Regions from separate parts of the Urocitellus parryii genome. Here all the other regions are linked to region 2. The links are chromatin contacts, called in public Hi-C maps. All regions are on one chromosome and are shown on one strand. Each heading gives the region's core, a stretch centred on a gene start, on an enhancer-like site or on the middle of the called end of the contact. The rest is flanking DNA. Distances are from core to core; before and after follow the strand shown. Region 1 holds the start of Nmd3 (NMD3 ribosome export adaptor). Region 2 holds the start of Ppm1l (protein phosphatase, Mg2+/Mn2+ dependent 1L). Region 3 holds the start of Smc4 (structural maintenance of chromosomes 4).

Evidence for each region. A called contact is a pair of places that touch in the nucleus more often than the background predicts.
Region 1: a contact with region 2 is called in a Hi-C map of muscle, with 2.5 times the contacts expected there. The contact joins the promoter of Nmd3 here to the promoter of Ppm1l in region 2. A contact is called at or near these places in 2 of 2 Hi-C or Micro-C datasets (liver and muscle).
Region 3: a contact with region 2 is called in a Hi-C map of liver, with 8 times the contacts expected there. The contact joins the promoter of Smc4 here to the promoter of Ppm1l in region 2. A contact is called at or near these places in 2 of 2 Hi-C or Micro-C datasets (liver and muscle).

What each region holds. Positions count from the first base shown.
Region 1 is chr2:122,268,962-122,273,777 of mUroPar1.hap1, reverse strand. It overlaps Nmd3 (NMD3 ribosome export adaptor), which reads right to left and starts at 1,549. Exons shown (of 16, transcript XM_026410013.2): 1 at 1,471-1,549; 2 at 799-854. The coding sequence starts at 842.
Region 2 is chr2:121,827,524-121,832,436 of mUroPar1.hap1, reverse strand. Ppm1l (protein phosphatase, Mg2+/Mn2+ dependent 1L) reads right to left here and starts at 1,385. Exons shown (of 4, transcript XM_026412088.2): 1 at 191-1,385. The coding sequence starts at 589.
Region 3 is chr2:121,441,943-121,446,489 of mUroPar1.hap1, reverse strand. It overlaps Smc4 (structural maintenance of chromosomes 4), which reads right to left and starts at 1,383. Exons shown (of 24, transcript XM_026412087.2): 1 at 1,286-1,383; 2 at 127-267. The coding sequence starts at 262. It overlaps Ift80 (intraflagellar transport 80), which reads left to right and starts at 1,824. Exons shown (of 20, transcript XM_077793983.1): 1 at 1,824-1,915.

The DNA of each region.
Region 1 (4,816 bases), core at 300-2,799, 440 kb before region 2:
GACCTCATAGCTTTTGGGGAGGGATCACTCACACACATACACACACACACACACACACAAAATAAAAATAAAGAATGTGTATCTTAAAAGTTTTGAAGGACAATGGATATGCCAATAGGCAGTGCCATTAGACAGCAATATACTCCAAAAGCAATTCACAAAACACACACACCTACCCAGAGGAAAACTTGTTTTTAAAATAGGATACGAAGTTTATCAATGTAGTGATCCATTATAAGTGATGGGATTTTCATGATTCTAAAGTAAATTGGGAGCAGAAAGTTTTAGAATCATTGATACAGATCAATATTCTCCAAAAGAAAATTTGATACTCTTCCAATGCTGGCTACTGACCATCTGAAATGTAGCTAGTATGACAGAGCAATTGAGCATTCAACTTTATTCAAATTAAATTTAAATAGACACACATGGTTAGTGGCTACATATTGGACAATGTCATCTACAGAATGCATAGGGAATATTTTAACCTTTTTTTTTTTTATTTGTGTGGTGCAGAGGATTAAATTCAAGGCTTTGTGCATGCTAGGCAAGCACTTTTCCAACTGAGCTATATACCCAGCCCTTATTGTAACCTTAAGCATGTATTTACTGGAACAAATATTAGAACTAAACATGAATTCGATTTTCTGCAGAAATAAGACTTTCATTTTTCCCATTTATGATTTTAAAAAACTCTCTTACCACTACCACCAAAAGTTTTCCCCTGTTATGACAGTACGTTTCATGAACTCACTGTAAGATTTTAAAATTGAAAAGGGATAAAGTGTCACAACTCACATGTGTCCAGGGCTGCGGTCGGTGGATTCTGTCATATACTCCATTGTTCTGTACACCTTAATTTAAAAAATAAATGGAGGCTGTAAATCATTCACCTACCCGCCCCCCTCTTTATTTTTCCTTCTGCCTCTCTGAATAGGCAACGGAGCTTCGCACAAAGCAGGACAGGAAGAAAACCAACTCTTCTTGGCAACTTCAGAAGCAACTTTCTAGACTTAAGACCTACGCATCTCTGGAGTCTCCCATCTGCAAGACATGCTCCGCAACCCAGCTGCCGCGGACCTCAGGCCTAGCCTGGGAGGGCCATCTGGGCGGACCCACGCCGAGGTCTGCACGGTCAGCGGACACCAGGGCTCTGCCCAACTCCACAGGACCGCAGCACTCACAGAGCGCCCCCACCTCCGACCCGCGCTACCAAAGTCCCCAGGAGTCATCACGGCGGCTGTGATCACCCACCTGGACCCCAACTCCAAGCCCGGACTGGAACCCCGCCGGCGGCGAACACGCTGCACGCACGCGGCCTGAGCCGGCCGGAACCCAGCGCCTGGCCCCGCTCCCTCCTCAGGCACCCTGCTGGCGCCTGCACCCCGCGTCTCAGCCCCTGGAACCTAGTTAACGTCTCCCGGACTAGCCTAAATTTATGGAAAAATCAGCAACAAAACCAACGCTTACCGCACTGTCAGTTGCCACCACAGTCGGACCGGCTAGGGCGAAAATCTCGCGAGAAAGGCTCGAAATCCCGCGAGCTGAGGGACACGTGCTAAAGGAGCAATGGGGAGGAGAAAGGGCACAAGTGGGCGGGGGGGGAGGAGAAAGAGCACAGGTGGGGGGGAGGAGAAAGAGCACAAGTGGGCGGGGAGAGGGGCGGGGAGAGGGGCGGGGAGAGGGGCGGGGGAGGGGCGGGGAGAGGGGCGGGGGGAGGGGCGGGGGAGGGGCGGGGGAGGGGCGGGGGAGGGGCGGGGGGAGGGGCGGGGGAGGGGCGGGGTTGCTTAGAAAGGTCTCTCTTTCTTCTCCTTAGTCTATAGTTCTTGCTTTTGAGTTATCTTTCTTCCTGAATTTCCATGGTCAGAGTTCATTCCAAGTCAGCTTCGCCCGTGTATCAATCTCTTTTCCAATATCTCTACTGGGAGTTTGCTTCTTGACTTATATGAATGTTATTTGTCAGCAGTGCAACATTACACAGGGAAGTTAAAACACCATTAGGGCAGTGCCTTTGTTTTAGTCACTATCATATGCCTAATACCTGCCACATCCTAACCGTTCAAATGATTATTTGTTGAATGGTTGAAAGAACGGAATGTAAGGCATAATTAGCTGTGAACTCTATTTTTAGACTAATTATTAGAATATGCTTCCTGATAGTGTATAAATATTTCCTTATGACTTTATCCCTTGATCTTTAATCAAAATAGGCCATGTCTAGTTGCTCTTTCTCATGACAGTACTTCAAACATTTAAAGAGCACAACCATTTTTTTTCCTAAGTTTTCTCACCCCAGATTTCAAGAAATAAGCAAGGTCCCTTTATAGACAGTGAGCAATGAGAGCTACATACCATTTCTTGTCTAGGGTATTTAAGTTTATTTCCCACCTGCTCTCCCTACTTGAAGACTCTGACCCACCCTTCTAAAAGGCAATTCTAATTTTGCCACACTCCCTTGCTTTTTTAACCCTTCAGAGGTCTCTGATCACCTTCAGGATTACTTCCAGTTTCTTTGCACAGAAGAAGACCCTTCACAATCTGATCTCTAAATATCATGCCACATACCCAAGTACACAGCCTCCTGGCAGGTCCTTGTGGGAAATAGTCTACCTTTGCTTATGCATGGAACACACTGCCTTAAACATTAAAACAGTACTAGTTCCTGTGACTGTTTCAAGAGATTACCATAAATTTAGCTGGCTTAAGAAACACATATTTAATATCTCAGGGTGCTGTTTGTCACAAGTCTAAAATGGATTGACAAAGCTGCATTCCTTCCAGAGGACCTAGGAAAGAACCCATTCCCTTTCCTTTTCTGGCTTCTAGAAGCTGCCCACATGCCCCAGCTTTGTCATTTTGCTCTTCCAACTCTTTCTCTGACCCCCTGTCTCCTAACCAGATAATCCAGAATAATCACCCCATATTAAGATCTGTAGTTTAATCATATCTGCAAAGACCTTTTTGCCATGTGAGGTAATACAACCACAAATTTCCAAAATTAGGACATGATATCTTTGGTGAACCATTATTCTGTTTGCCACACATCCCCTGCTCTTGATTCCCTCTTTCCCTAAGAACCAGAGGAGTTATGTGCTCCTTTACATGTGGTTCTATTGTAACACATTTTATGCAAGGTGTATGCCTACATGCTAGTGCTTTGAATTGTATAATAAATTTTCTGCTCTGCATGTTCTGCAATTTCAAGTTACTTTGAAAATTTTTGTGACTTGTTCTTCTAAATGTGCCCTGTGTCTAGCAGAATTCATGGAACAAAACAAATCATTGATATTTGTTGGCAAATTAAGTTATCTGTTTGAAACTCATAGCAACTCTGAAGGGACTGTTATTCTCCCCAGTTTTCCTATTCGCACTGACTGTACCTTCAACCAAACATCACTAGAAATATAGCTAGATAGGTTGTGTTTCCGCCTTATTGAAGTAAATACAAACACATATCTTGAGAAATCATTATGTCTCCACAAGACAATATGATATGGTTTGGATATAGTTTGTCCCCTCCAAAACTCATGTTGAAAATTTTTTCCCTGTTTAAGAGTGTTGAGAGGTGGTAGGAATTTTGGAAGGAATTTGGATCATGAAGGTTCTGTCCTCACAAAGGTATTAATGCTGCTTTCTAGGTTAATTCTTAATAAAGTGAATTCTCACTGTCCTTAGAACTTACTTATTTACTGCCAGAACAGGTTGGTTTTTTGTTTGTTTGTTTGTTTGTTTGTTTTTGGTGGTGCAAATGTGGTTTTATTTGGGGCCCAATGAAAAAGTTTTACTTCTAGTCTCACTCATGTTGTTGGAATAATTCAGTTCCTTGCAGTTGTAGGGCTTAAGATAGCAGCTTCTTGTTGGCTTTTGGCAAGAGGCCACTATAAGTTTCTAGATGTTGTTCAAAATTCTTTGGTACATGGGCTTCTCAGGATAGACGGTTTTCAACATGGTAGCTTGCTTCTTCAAAGCCATTAGAGAGAGAGAGAGAGAGAAACTCCAGAAAAAGCAGGTACTATTATCTTAGGTTCATAATCATGGACACATAATCAGATACATCCTGTGATTTTTGCAGTATTCTATTAATCAGAAGGAAGTCATAGGTCACTCCAGGGAAGTGCATGACCTATGGGAATGAACATCAAGAGGCAAGGACCATTTGGGGCACACCTTACAGTCTGTCCACTGCGGTTGAGGAGAGTATAAAGGAAATACAGCATAGCCTCCAGGGGCTGGTGACTTTCATTTAATATAGTTATCAAATTTCCCACTGTTCCTCACAATTCTGCCATTAGGAACATTTCACTGTCCACTTCTTTCTCCGTGGCTCTTCACTCATGCCATTTTAGCTAGATTTTGTGCAGTCAACTCTATGGGCCTCTGTCCTCTTCCTGGACTGCAGAACAGGTTGTTTTAAAATGGTGCCACCCCCTATGTTTTGTCTCTTTTGCATGTATCCGCTTGCACTTCTGCTTTTACACCACGTTATGACACAGCATGAAACCCTTATCACATCTAACCACTCTTCCAGCCTCTAGAACCATGACTCACAATAAACCATTATTTTTAATAAATTATCTGATCTCAGGAATTATGTTGTAGCAACAGAAAACAGACTAATCCAGGGCATATGAACAAGCCCATTTTAGGATATGGGCTTCGGTTGAGGGATTTGGGGAAGGTCTAAGGAAGCAAAGGTTTGCTCTAGATTAGATGCTGTCAGGAAATAGGGGCAATTTTCTGACCATGTATCTCAATAAATCTTATTTATTGGAAGTGAGGCAGAAAGATAAAATTGTAATTAGCAAAGAAGTAGCAG
Region 2 (4,913 bases), core at 136-2,635:
TCCCCATACAGCAGTGTTTGGGGCAACTTGAGCCACATCTGTCCAGACACCACGCCCCTCTCACCCAAGTCCTACCCCGTCGCACATGCGACATCCTGTTGTTTACACACACACACACACACACACACACACACACACACTCACACACACGGGTGGGGGGGGTGGAGAGCGCACCCAGTGGAACTCCTACCTCGCCGCCGTGCCCATCGAAGATCCCAAAGATGGACGGGTGCGTTTTGTTGGCCAGGTCGGTAAGAACTTCGAAGCGGTCCTCCATGTGGTCTCTTCGGCCCTGGATGGAATACACCGCCACGTTATGGCTCTTGAACTCCCAGGTCTTAGAAAACTCGGCCTCCAGCACGTCAAGCCCTCCAAGTCGATCGTTCTGCATAATTTCAGCCACCTTGCCCTTCACCATCTTCACCGCGTCCCGGCTGGACTTGACGATGGTCTTTACTTCGTCTGTGTGGAAGAAGTAACTCCAGAGCGCTAAGCTGATGCACAGCAGGAAAAGCGTCTCGGGTCTAAGCAAGAAGTAGCGCATGATGCGACCCAGCAGAGACAGCAAAGTCATCGTATCCTCTATCATTTATTATCACTAGAGCCCCAACCACCAGCAGCGACGCGCGCCCCGAAGGCTCGCCGGGTCTGAAGCACTGCGGGGACAGCCCGCCTGGAGGGAGGCGGAGCAGTAGCCTAGGGTAGGGGGAAGAAGCGCACGGAGCCGAGCAAGAGGCAGATGAGCTGGTGGTTCCAAACCCGCGCCGCAAGCAGAGGCAGTTTCCCTTTTGTCTCCCTGCCTCGGCGGCCCGGAGGCCGGTGCCTGCCGCCAGTGCCGCTTCCCCTCCTGCGCCCTTTGTGAAACGGCGGCAGCCGCGGCGGCGGCGGCGGGGGCGGTGGTGGTGGTGGTGGTGGCGGCGGCGGCGGCGGCAGCCTCGGGTGCCGGGGCTGGGCGCGAGGAACCAAGTTAAAGTTGCGCCGGGCGGGTCTGCCGCGGCAAGAGGGAGTTCGGGGCGACCGGGCCCGCGCGATCCCTCCGGGGGTGCCCCCTCGCGGCTCCGGGGAGCGATCGGCAGGTGAGGAGGCTGAGGGCACGAGAGCCCGGCGGGCAAAGGATGCAGGTCCCCTCAGTCGCTGCTGCAGAGGGCGCGGAGACAGCTGAACGTTCCGACGCCTTCACACACCCCGGGGGGCCCAAGAGAATAAAAGTTTTGCAGGAGCCTGGGCTGAGGCTGGTAGACGCAGAGCCCGGCTACACCGCACAATCCGCACTGAGCCGCAGGCGGCCGGCCCGGCTCAGCCTGCCTCTCCCCGGCACCTCGCGGCTCGGCTCGGCTCGGCTCGGCTCCTTTCGGCTTTGCTCGCGCGCCCCTGGCTAGCACTCAGTCTTGCGCTAGCCCCGCCCCGCGCGCGTTCGTCCCGCCCCTTGAGCTAGGATTTGAGACAGTGAGGTACTCCCCAACGAGCTGTCAGAGGCTGAGGAAGCTTTGTGGCGGCAGGCTAACGCGGGCAGACCGGGCCAATTCAAGCGAACCGAGGGGGAGTGAAGGAGCGCGTCCATTGTCTAGTTCTTGAAGACGGTAGTTCCTGCCTTTGTGCAGGCTCCCGGAACAATATAATCTCCTCCTAGTAGATCGAGCGTTAGTTTTGTGGAAGCCACTGCTGCTCTCCGGGAAACAGAGAGTCGCACGTGAGTGTCCCCCCTCCGGCAGACTGGAAAATAGTACGCTCTTCGCCTCGCCTGACATAAGGCAAGCGAGAAGGGACGCACTTATCCCGACTCACAAAAGCGAGACCGAGAGAAACGTACCGTTTGCAGCCGCCTAAACAATCCGCAACAAAGGCCTGCCGGGATCTCCTGAGACGCTGAGAACGCCTTGGGACGTGGCAACTTTCTCCCACCTAAGATCTGTAGAATAGGGGACTTGAAGTCCCATGCAAGCGCGTTCTGATGACAACCTCGGGAGGCGAGAAAAGGCTGGCCTCTCTCAAATAGCCTTTGTCCCTGGAGCAAGGAGGCCCCGCCACCAAGGCCTTCCCTGGTCACAGTCCTTCCACAAGCGACGCTGAGCTCCCGAATAGGACCCTGAAGCGCTCCTGACCACACAGCGGAGCGAGCGCTCTGACTGCCTTTCTAGTTTAAAAGTGGATTTGAAACTCCCAAGTAGCAGCCTCCTGCCGCCTCTCAACCATAGCAAGAGAAGGCGACGAGCGAGGGCTGCAGAGAAAAGTACAGGTTTACAGAAACCATCAAGTATAACCTGAAATTTGGGCAGGTGTCGGTGGGCCTTGAAGATGAAAATCTGCACAAGAAAAGCACAGTGTACTTGTCAACTTAGAATATGGAAACAAGTGAACTTTAAAGGAAAATATCAACTCTGACTACCCCTGTCCAGGAAGAAGAGTGCTGATCTGGTTCATCCAGTCCTCTGGACTGGAAGAGTATAAACTGCCTGATCTCAGGAAATGGTATCCCAATTTTTTAAAATTAAAATTTTAAAGCACTTGAAGGAAATACATCAAAATGTTCACAGTGATAACCACAATAGTAGATTAATATGTGATTTTCATTTTCTGCTTTAGATTTTTGTCTATTTTCCACAACTTTGCCAAAGTTCCTACAAAAGGCAGGTTTCCATCACAAAAAAATAAAACTTAATCATTTAAATGGTGCATAGGATATGATCCCAATAATACAAACATACAAAAAAAGAAAGGAAATATGAAGAACCGTTATTAGTCTATAACATACTGTTGAAAACTGAATATACTGTTTGAAAACTAGGATATGGTTTCCTGCTCTGCTTTACACTTTTCAATATTTTGAGAAAATATTGATAGAGAAAACAGTTTAAAATAAATTAGGTCATTTTGTTCAATAGTCAAGAGATTCCCAAATCAGATAATAAACTGTAAATCCTTTAAGAACAAAAATGTTATTCGTCAGTATTACTATGAAGACAAGTTTACATTATTTACTACTGTAAATTATCCATTTACTTTTCATTGCATTATTACATGAAACTTTATGGCAAGAGCAATTTGTAGATAAACTGTTAAAGACTCCAGAACTATAAGTCAGATGAGGCCCTGAAGTAGCAGTAAAACCACACACCCAAAAGCACATTCAGTAACATTCCTATAGTGATGACTTTAGGACACACACTCTGTTTCCTCCATAACTATGTAGAAAACACAGGTTACTATAATGATCTCTCTGCAGGTTAATTAGCAAGGCACAATTTGATGAATTAATTAATAAACCCAGACTTCCTGCATATTAGGTGGAGATAATGCTTTGACATTTACATCTATGTAGTTCATCTATGTGGAAATCAATAAAATAATTTTTCAAGCAAATCTCCTAGGCATTTTCCTATTAAGAAATTCACATAGTTTACTTGGAATTTTTTAAAATGCTTAAATAAGCTTTTTGTTAAACTTTATTGTAAGTTCTAATATATTAGAGTTTTGAAAAAGAGACTTTAGTGACAAACACATTTGCATATTATGTGAAATTACAAAGATTTTTATAGCACTGGGGTTGTGACTCAGTGGTACAGCACTTGCCTAGCACATGTGAGGCACTGGGTCTGACCCTCAGTACCTCATAAAAATAAATGAAATAAAGATTTTCATATATAGCTACTTATTTCTATTCTTTTATCCTCAGTCCTCTGAGGAAGACAGAGGAGTTCTTGTCTGTTTATAAATAAGAGGGAAAGTGAGGAACAAAGAGGTTAAATGAATACCACAATTCAGTAAATTAGAAGTTGAAACTGAAGTTCAATTATTCTGATAACTCTTTCACTAGTCTAACATCCATTGATTACCACCAAGATGATTAGTCTAATATTTATACTTCTCTAATACATTTCAGTGGATCCCTGTATAGAAATCTCAAGAAAAAAAATGCATGGATTCTTATTCTGCAATTCTGATTTTAGCCTTTGAGACAAACACTGCTCTGTGAGTATTTAGTTCACACATTGAGAATAACTGTGGGTCAGGTGTAAATAAACTGTCCTTTGTACCTAAATACCCAAAAGATCTGCTGCTAAGGTGAAATACTGTCTAAATTTCACAGAGAAAAAAGAGGTATTATAAAATGTATATTATGGGTTGGGATTGTGGCTCAGTGGTAGAGTGCTTGCCTAGCATGTGCAATGCACTGGGTTCGAATCTCAGCACCACATATAAATAAATAAAGGTCCATCAATAACTAATAAAAATATTTTTAAAAAATAAAATGTTTATTAAACAAATGCTTTATTATTATAAGTAAATTGGGAATGAACACAGAGCTAATGGCAAACCTAGGTTTTCATAAGACACAAAAGTGATAAAATAAGTTCTAGGTAATAACCATATTGTACTATAAAATGGCTCAGCTGAGCCTTACAAGTATATAAAGAACATTAAAAATATAGCTTTAAAAAAAATTTATTCTGGGCTGGTGTTGTAGCTCAGAAGTAGAGTGCTTGCCAGAAATCGTGAGGCACTGGGTTTGATCCTGGCACCACATAAAAATAAACAAAATGAAGGTATTATGTCCATCTTCAACTAAAAAAAATTTTAAATAATAATTTATTCTAAGAAAAAATTTCAGTGTAGTTTCTCTTAAGGTATAAAATATATTAAAATAAGATTTTAAAACCAATAAATCAATTTCAAATATGATGATGTCCTCATTTTGTTTTTGCCACCTTGTACAAAGTTAAAATAATCAAATATGATTATCAGCTGAACCTCTGGATGATGAATTTGATTTTAAGACCAACTGAAATCATCTCAAATGAAAATTTTATACATATTTAAGTTCTCTGCAGAATTTTAAATTTCCCAATACAATGAGTTGTATTATTAAATAGTTCTTTCCATTGCCCAGAAATATATACTGGGCATTGAGTAAG
Region 3 (4,547 bases), core at 134-2,633, 390 kb after region 2:
TCTTCAGACCTCAACCCCAGCCTTTTGCCCGAGTGCCACAACCACAGCTTGTTTCGGGTTGGGCACCGACATGCTCTGGCGCCCAGGAGCGCGCTCCTACCGAGTCGCGGCGGGTCACTAGCTCACCTGCGGGTTCAGCTTGGTTCTCGGTCCGGCCGGTCGGAGGCTCAGGTTCCGCGTCGCTGCCGGTGCCGTCCGGGGACGGCGGCGGCCCTTCCTCTTTACGGCGGGCGGTGGAAGGCTGGTTGCCTTTACGGGGCATGATCGCTGGGGTCGGGGAAGAGCCGGAGCAAGTCAGCTCTCAAAACCCATCCAGATTACTACCCACCCCACCCGTTTCCGAGAGAGTCGCACTTTAAAATCCGGCTCAGAGGCGACGAATCCTCAAGAAGAGGGCGACAAGAAAGCCCCGAATGCCAAGAAGGCGGGATGGGTTTCTTAACAAGACCCATGTAGGTGGGAAACCCTAGGCGTGCCTGGAAATCAACGATCTAGCAAACTGCTAAGGTTCTTTTTGCTTTTTAAGGCCTTCCACCCGTCCACTCACAATGTAAGAATATACTCAAGACTATTTCTAAACGAAGCGTCTCCCATAGCGGACATTTGTTGACATTCCCACGCTATTCGGACTAGGGATGCAAGCGCACCGACTTTTTAGAGGAGTTGCTGTGAGCTTCAGGTTTGAATGGCCATCAACCCTTTCCAAAGTAAAGACCCCGCCCGCTTTCCTCTCCCCGCCATTTAGCTCTAGGCGTCTAGAGCGCCCGGGCGATTCGAGGTCTCTTCCCCAGTACCACCGGGAAGTATGGCCGAAGCTGGCAACGACCCTTCCAAATTGGACGCCGGCAGGGCTTGGTCGGGGACAATAATTTTGCGGTAACTGGGGTTTGTCTCTCTGGGGTCCGGGGTGGAGTCCCGTTAGGCTGTAGTAAGTCCAGTAAAGGGTCAGACCCGGTGACTAGTCCCTTGGGAGACGCGAGGTGGGGGTCAGAGGAGACGCCAGTTCTGAGACTAGGATTTCTGAGAAGAGATTCGAGAGACTTGGAGCCACCCTAAAAGACGCTGTACGTAGCTAAGAGAAGTGGCGCCAGGGAGAAGCGCGCGAGAGCCCCAGCCGCAGGGAGCGGCCGGAGGGGGGGAGGGGTGACAGTGAGAGAATCTCCCAGTAGCAGCCTCCTCACCCCGTACTTCGCTGCTCTAGTTCAAGGCCTCTAACTTCCAGGCGCTGGTGGACAGGGCAGAAAGTAGGAGTGTGACAACCGTATCAGGAAAAGAAGTACGTTACCTGCGGGACAGTCCACTCAACCAGGGCTGGAAACGGCTATAAAGGCCCACTCCCCCTTGCTCCTACCGGTGCTTCGGCTCCAGGTCCTTCACTCGAAAATGGCGCCTAAAATACAAACTCGAACGGAAATTCGTTACAAATGCGCGCAATGATTTCTGGGATCCACTAATTTAAAAAAAAAGTGCGGCGATTATCACCGCCATCTTTTGCCCCTTCACGCGCATGCGCGAACTCGTAAAGCGCCCCAACTCCCGGGGGAGGTTTCTCGGTGGAAAGGAAAAACGAGGAAATGTGTTCCCTGTGGTTTATACCAGGAACACTGTTATTGAAATTAGCATTTGAAAACACAACCTGGTGAATTTTAAAAAAGAGAAAAAAACATAGAGAAGGCCCCTCCCGCAGTTAGAGGCCGTACTCGGTAGTCCAATAAGGCCCCTTAGCGAGAGGGCGGGCTCACTTAGGGGTGGGGTCTCGGACCCGGTCGGATGACGCGCCTCTGGGAAGTATCGCGTGAAGAGGGAGAAAATCTAGAGCTTAGAAGTCGCTATGGTGACGGAAAGGTTGGGAATCTTCTCTATTACTGGCCCCACAGCTGTAGGAGCAGTAACCGCTGCTTTCTTGGATTTTGAGGTAAATGTCCTCACCTTCTGACGTTTTTAAGAAAGGGTTTGGAAATCGTAGCCGTCCCTGGAACCTGCCGTCCCTCGCCTTGCGGGTGTGTGGTTCGTTGTGCATCTGTTATTTTGTCTCCCTGGGGGGCAGGGGCTGTGGGGCTCTTGGCTGGGCTTTTTTTGGATATCAAAAAGGAATCCTTGAGTTTAAAGAGAGTAGAGGGAAGGCAACTATAAGAGATGACCTGGACTAGTGAATGAATGGTCGGGTAGTCCACATGTGAATAGCAAAATAATGGTTTTCGAGTTATTTAGTAAAGGTGGGTTTTGGACTTTTAAAAATCATTTGTTTGAAGGGCTCATAATGGAAGAAACGGTTTGCGGTGGTCATCTTCATCATATCTTCATGAAGGAATTACCAATCATCAAATATTTCTTAAGTAACTTTTGTATACATTGAATTGTGCAAGGCATAATCAGGATCATTAAACAAGTATGACAATTCCTGTTCCCAGAGAACTTGGTTTTGTTGGTGGCTTCCCCGCGTTCCGCATCCCCGGCTCGGACCCCCCCCCCCGCCCCCCAAGCTACTAGGGATGGAGCCCAGGGACGCTTAACTACCGAGCTACAATCCCAGCCCCACGATTTTTTTTTTTTTTTTTTGAGATAGTGCTCATCAAGTTGCTTAGGTCCCCTTTAAGTTGAGAAGGCTGGTCTTCAACTTGCGATCCTCCTGCCTCACTCAGCCTCCCGAGTTGCTGGAATTAACAGGCCTGTGGCACTGCAGTCTGGCTGTTAGTGGCTCTTTAACTCTGTGGATATGCTAGTGATTGGTTTTTAGAGTTCATAATTTCCCCTCAAATTGTGTACAAAACTCTCTGTGCGCATTTTTCTGGAGAGTTAATTTTTCCTACAATTTTCATCAGATTCTTAAACTTGATCCTAAATCTCCTACAGTGTTAAAGAACCACTAGTTGATTTGATTCCCGTTAGTAAGCTTTTTATTCAGCAACTCTTAGGTTGAGTTGCTAGCATCCTTAAAAACAAAACAAAACAAAACTGTTGCATGCTTAGGACCTAGCATGTTAAAGCAGCAAAAATCTTTATGAATGAATTTACTTTGTTGATCTTAATATATTATGGTTCTTGCACTGAGAAGCATAAAGTTAGATTCAGTTAATTATCAGAAAAGAGCTGAGAGGACACTACCCCCAAGTGTAAGAATTTTGGTGGATTTGGGAGACTGGGGTCTCCGAATAAACATTGACAGTAATAATAATTATTATTATTAATGACAGTAATAATAATAATTATTATTATTACTATTACTACTACTACTACTACTACTACTACTACTACTACCACTACTACCGGGGATTGAAATCAGGGGCTCTCGACCACTAAGCCACATCCCTAGCCCTATTTTGTATTTATTTAGAGAAAGAATCTCCTGAGTTGCTTAGCGCTTTGCTTTTGCTGAGTTTGGCTTTGTACTCAAACCTCCTGCCTCAGCCTCCTGAGCCACTGGGATTACAGGCATGCACCACCGGTGCCCAGTATTGACTCAGTACTATATCTTTAAGTGCACATTTTTGTTATCATTATAATAATAAATATTTTGTCTACCTTCTAAAAAGGTTGCAGAAATTGTGAAATTAGATTTATGAGTAAATGTTTAAATAGATTGTAACTAAGTATTTCAATAGGTTAGATACTAATAAATCAAAATATGAATTTATGTATATAGTATATAAATAGAGAATACTGTTCCAAATTAATAAGTTGGATAGAGACAGTGAAGATAGAAATGTATATTCTTCTTGATAATATAAGCCCTTTGGCCTGGGGGTGTAGCTTGGTAGAGTGCTTGCCTAGCAAGCTTGAGGCTCTCTGGGTCCAATCCCCAGTTTAAAGGAAAAAGCCTCCTAGTATGTTAATCTTACTGAAACTCTCACCTAATTTATCACAAAAAGCCCCAATTGAAGCAAAATTTAAAAACCCTGGGGACTAGGAAGTAGAATAGTTTTTTTTTCTGGAAATAGTGTTAAAATTTTTTTTTTTTGTTATTTTTGGAAATAGCAGTTTGAAGGATGGGTTTTTGTTTTGTATTGAATCCAGAGGTATTTTAGCACTGAGCTGCATCCCCAGCCTTTTATTTTTTATCTTGAGTCAGAGTCTCACTGGGCCTCCCTAAATTGCTGAGGCTGACTTGGAATTTGGGATCCTCCTGCCTCAGCCTCCTAAGCTGCTGGTATTACAGGTCTGTCAGGGCCTGGCAAAGGATGGGTATGTTTTTATTTCCAGAGGGTGGGATTTGGAATTATAGAAAGATATGTTCAGTTGGCAGCAGAAGTAGAAAATATACCTCAGGAGGGCTGGGGTTGTGGCTCAGTGGTAGAGTGCTTGCCTAGGACAGGTGAGGCCTGGGGTTCGATCCTCATAAAAACAAATAATCAACAACAAATAAAGTTTAAATTCTTAAAAAAAAAAAAAAGAAAATACACCTCAGGAGAGAAAATGGGATAGTGTTTTAAGAATAATTGGAATACTAAGAATAAGTCACATTTTCAAGGTTATAAGTGGAAAGAGGCTAGCAAGGATGTTGAGGAAGTATCTATTTTTAGAATATGTGAAGAAGAAATGTTGGGTAA